2 separate regions of the Drosophila melanogaster genome follow, and region 2 is linked to region 1. The links are chromatin contacts, called in public Hi-C maps. All regions are on one chromosome and are shown on one strand. Each heading gives the region's core, a stretch centred on a gene start, on an enhancer-like site or on the middle of the called end of the contact. The rest is flanking DNA. Distances are from core to core; before and after follow the strand shown.

The links. A called contact is a pair of places that touch in the nucleus more often than the background predicts.
Region 2: a contact with region 1 is called in a Hi-C map of the Kc167 cell line, with 2.1 times the contacts expected there. The contact joins the promoter of kibra here to the promoter of foxo in region 1. A contact is called at or near these places in 4 of 107 Hi-C or Micro-C datasets (the Kc167 cell line and whole body) and 2 of 6 datasets of contacts at active chromatin or transcription factors (both in the Kc167 cell line).

Annotation. Positions count from the first base shown.
Region 1 is chr3R:14,055,534-14,058,233 of dm6, forward strand. foxo (forkhead box, sub-group O) reads left to right here and starts at 1,412. Exons shown (of 11, transcript NM_206483.3): 1 at 1,412-1,895; 2 at 2,354-2,574.
Region 2 is chr3R:14,722,868-14,725,567 of dm6, forward strand. It overlaps kibra (kibra,), which reads right to left and starts at 1,394. Exons shown (of 9, transcript NM_001300400.1): 1 at 444-1,394. The coding sequence starts at 706. It overlaps CG7530, which reads right to left. Exons shown (of 6, transcript NM_169599.2): 5 at 2,590-2,700; 6 at 1,893-2,522. The coding sequence ends at 2,292.

The DNA.
Region 1 (2,700 bases), core at 162-2,661:
ATTACAAATTAACAAAAAATTACCCAATGAAGCCTGCAAATTTGAAATCTTTAAGATCCTAGATATGCCAAGATGCACCCTAAAGTCCTTAACTCATCTCCTTGGCTCGTTTCTAATCCCCCCTCTCGAGGGATCGAGACGATCGCATCGGGTCGGTCTTTAAGTTTGGATGATCCATAAACTGTTGGTTTCTCCGTCCTCAGCGTCTAGACTTCATTAGCCGTGTAATGTTGCGGAATTTATGTGGCAGGCACATTAAAATAACACCGATACACACTCTCATGGACGCGAACGTGTGTACAAGTATAGAGATATCGGGCCTAGGCGAAAAATGAAATTAAAAAAAAAAAAAAAACTGGCACCGGGAGGGGCTTATTTTTCGGTGGTCGGGGATGCGGGGGACTTTGACCATAAAATACATGCTCCCAAAAAGCTCGCACACTGCAAGAGATGCGGGGCACTTCTGAGTCCCATATTCATATGCACAAATGTGCATTGCTGGCATTATCAGTAGAATGCAATTTCGGGAAATTTTCCATCGCATCACGAGACAATGAACGTAAGAGAGAAATGGAGCCTCAAAGAGGGAGGGAGAGAGAGAGCTTGAGTGAACGAGCGAGCGACAATCGCGAGATAACGGCTGCCTTATCAGCAATGCCGACCGCCCCATCACCCCACCCAAAACGCCCAACCACCACCCACCGCCGCCGTTCCCTTTCCTCCATCGTCGAGAATTTCGAGTTCAGAGCAGCGCGACCGAAATGAAAAGAAACAATTTAAATTCCAAATGTATAAAATAGGTAAACTATGGCTTTTATTTATTAATATTGACGGGGGCACAAAGGCGGTCACCTCAATAGTGAATAACATGTTTTTTATAATGAATACTTTTCAAATTGTTATTAATATGCAATGACGTCTTAAATGTTTCACTGCAGCTGAACTTTATTCTTTTCATTAAAACAGTCACCCGTTATTAAAAATAAATAGATTAAGTTTTATATTATTAAATTTGTAAGTATTGAAACAATTCCTTTTTTATTTTATACGAATTATCATTTAGTTGGGGTTAATATCCCTTAAAGAGAGAAATTTGTATGCTTTAAGATTTAAAATATCTATTGCATTTATAGCTATAGCTATAACTTCTCTTATTTCACGCAGAAAATACTCAAATAAAACATATCGATTTGGCATACCCCACTAATTTTTTGGCCCCAAGTGTGTGAGAGTGTGTGAGACGAAGCGCGCCACAAACATAAAAAAGCGGTGAAGTGAGCGGTTGTGGAACGTGAGTGGATGCTAAGAGCAAGCTCTCACATACGCGGACATAGGTCGCACACACACACGCACAGACCGCCTTTTTGCGCCGCCGAAACGAACACTTTTACGAAGGCGACGGCGAATCAGTTTCAGTTGTCAGTTCGCATCCAACTAGAAAGCAGTTAACGAGTAGTCTGTGTTTTTTCGCTTGCGGTTAAAAGCCACGAGGTCGTTCATCGTTCATCGTTTTCCTTTTCAACTTCAAGCAAAGCAAATATAAACCAATGCAAAAAACGCAGTGATCTTTTGAGGCCCAAATCGTTTGGGGCCGAACACCGTTGATTCTAAAACGCAAATGTAGAAACAAATCAAGAAAGTGGAAAATAAATATGTTTCGCTTTCAAAACATGTGAATGTGCCGAACTCAAAACTGAAACGTAGAAGGAACGCGTTCGTTTTTTACATACGACAATCGTATAAAATAAGAGAAAAGCTCCAAAACGTATTAAATAGCGATGCTTGGATGATCTTCGTAGCAGTCACGTTGTACATACAAATACATACATATGTACCTACTATATGGCACATAAAATACGTTACGCACACTAGTGGCGAATAAAAAGCGAATTGGAGTAAGCTCCGAAACGTGTTTATATTAAAATTTTTTACCCATTTGAACTTTAAACAACTTTTCGACTGCGCCGCACGGTTTTCATTGAATTCTCATACGAATTCCAATTAAGTGTTGTGTGTGCGTCCAATTGGCATGAATTGATGACGTGACGTGATCGCTCTCTTCGCTCTCTCCCTCTCTTTCTTCGGCACACACACATACACACACTACGCTCTTTAATCGCGCCGCTCTCTTCGCGCTCTTTTTATTTGTTTATTTTGATTGTTGTTATATATATATTCTAATTTACCGTTTTTACAATCGTCTTTAGCTTAAGCAAAACCGCCGCCCAGCAACAACAAGAAACCCATTTAATGAGTGTGTGTGTGTGTGAGCAGAAAATTATGCCAACAGAATTCTAAAAAATATATATGTATATATTTAAATAACCACTAAAAATCAAGAAATCCGCACAAGTTTCGCTCAAAACAACAACACAATCATATATACTACCCATAAAAAAAAAACAAACCCATAAAAAAGTGCAAAGCAACCAGGAAAATAAAGTAAAACAGTGCCAGTTAACAACAGCAAACGGCGATCAACAAATCCCACCGGCAAAATCAACAATTTTTTAAATCGCAATCAACAAGGAGCAACAAATTAGCCAGCTATTTCCCATTGCAAACATTTGGCGGGTAAATATTATTAACAATTACGAGTAGGTGTACTTGATTGAATGAAAAATGTCATGTTTTTTAAGTTCCTAAATTCGATTCGAATCTAATCGGCAATTGATTGAAATATTCTAAAAGTCAAATTTT
Region 2 (2,700 bases), core at 144-2,643, 670 kb after region 1:
TTTCTTTCCGGTTCAAGAGCGCTTCGGAATCGGAATTTATATGGGTTTTTTTTTTAGCTCGTTTGCCGGAGCTTCCTGAATGAGTGAACTGCTGATCTCTCACCTGCGTTTTATGCCTTCTTAAGCCACTAACAACTTGCCAAGAATTTTATTCTATTTTAATTTGATTCTCAATGAGTTATCTGCTTCACTTATTAGCCATTAAGCAGCAATTGGGGTTTATAAGCACTCTTGATAGTTTGCGATGTTAAAGCATCTATAACTTATTTAAAACACAACCTGTTGGTTTGGTCATTCGTTATGTATGCCTCATTTCTGATAATTGTTCTAGTAGTTTTAATAAGTTTAAACTAACTTTCCAAATGCAAATATCTTATAATTATATTTCAGATCGCCCTTGTTTCAATTTCGTTTCTTTAATTGACCCTTTCCGGAACACTTACCAATCTCTGGGATCCAGCCAGGTGGTCTTCTTGTTGATATGATCTATGTAATAGGTCTTGCCATCGAAATCCTTGGCGATATCCCAGCCATCGGGAAGTGGGAAGTCGCTGTGGTGTTGTTGCTGCTGCTGATGATGCGTGTGTTGTTGTTGTTGCTGTTGTTGATGATGATGATGATGTTGCTGTTGCTGCTGTTGGGGTCGCAGGTGGTGGGGATGCAGATGATGCTGCGATTGCGATGCGGTTTGTTGCAGATTCGGCATTTTAACTTTGTTTCTCGCCGTGTACTTTGGTTAGTCTGAGAAAACGTCGTTGTTGCTGGATTTTTCACCCGACGCGCGCCTTTTCTTTCTTTTCGCTATTGCTATCTACGTTTGCTTCTTTTTTCGGGGGGTTTCTCTTTGCGCTGTTTACATTAGCAAAGACATTTCAATTCCGTTTCTTTTGCTCCGGCGATAATGGAGACCGACCCGCACACACACACACACAACACGGCCACACGGTGACGGGCGTAGAGGCACACACCGAGCCAACTCGAATACACACGCGCGCAGGGGAGAGAGAGCGGGAGAGCGCGGGCGCGCTCTCAATTATTTATTTACTTTTTTCGTAACTGCATTCCATTCCAGCTCAAACACACGCACACATATGGGGGACGAACACAAGCGCACACGATCACTGCTCACAGTTGGTGCTGCTTCTTTTCATTTCTTGTTGTTGCAAGCGTTTGAACTCCTTTACTTATTTTCTTATTTTCGCCTAATTGAAACTAATTAACGACGATAATCCAACCATCCACTTGGTGTTCACAAAAAAATATGTACTTCAGTTTAGTGAGTTCGCGCCGTCGCCGATCTCTTCGGTTCCGGAATTCCTTGGGGGAGCAGCAAAAAACACGAGTAGCGCGCTTGATGACCGTCCGATTCGGATTCGGAATTTGTTTTGGTAACATTCGCTGCTAGTGGTGTAGCAGAAAACATCGCATTGCATATCGATACACTCGCGGCGATGTTATTCGATGTATTGGTTGATATCGATATTATAGGCTGTATTGACGCGGTTGCAGAGATGCGATATTTAACAATCATGCACGAAAAGTATTTATTGTTATTTGGCTTGTGTAGTCCCCAAGCATAGGTGTAATTGTTGAGGGAAGAAAATAGGAGTTGTACGTTCAAAGATCGGCTTGGTAACAGGAACTAGTTCGGTTCTTCAAGCGATGTTAATCAAAGCCAGTTCCGATAGATCATGTTAACTCGCTCTGTTAACAATTACTGTTATCTTAATCCTAACATTTCCGTTACATTTTAAAAACAGAAAAAGAAAAAATTTAAAAAAAAAGACTGTAAACTGAGTTACGCATTTCGAAATCAATATGTATCCCAACCATAGATAGAAAAATAAATTATGTTTCCGAAACATAACTTCAATAAAACCACAATTTCGCTTGCTTTGTACGTTTGATATTGTATTTGCATTTTATGAATTGTAAAAATTGAGTCAACAAGACTAACACAGCTTCAGCTCAAGACACATGCAATTTCATTGACATTGTTTAATTGTATATATTAAAGGAAATCAATTAGGATATAAAGAGAGAAACCTTTTTGCCGCTTATGCGATGCCAACTATCTGGATCTGGATTGTCTAACACGAAACCCTAACTAATTGGTAAATTAAACATAAATTAATCATATCGGTCAACAACTACAACTAAATATTAGTTATTAGCGGATAAAGAGCGCCCCATAAACTATTTACACTAAGCTTTAGTCTACTAGAGTCCCGGATTCCATCTCCGCTCCTCGGATCTTCGGATCTTAACTCAGATGTTCGGATCTTCAAGTTCTAGGAGAGAACTGGTGCAGTGCATCCGTTATTCAGGCGATACTCGGCATAGACCAGTCCGGTGTTGTGCCAGTGATAGAAGGCGGCCACGATGATCAGGTGCCACCAGTTGTGCGAATGCCCAACGAAGTCCACCTTGCCGGTGAACCAGCGCTCCGGAATCTTGGCCGCATAGAAAACGAAGGCGACGAGGCAGAGCAAGTACATGAGCACGATGCGGGGCACCATCAGCTGCAAATGGTAATGATTGATGGATTAGCAAATGACAAGATTCCATAAATTTCCAACTGATGCCTACCCTGACTAGCTCGTTCTCCAGACCGCCCATGGCCACCGCCCAGTGGCCCAGAGGTATGATTCCATAGGCAGACCAGAGTAGCAGCACCGCCACCTTGCCGTTCATGGACAC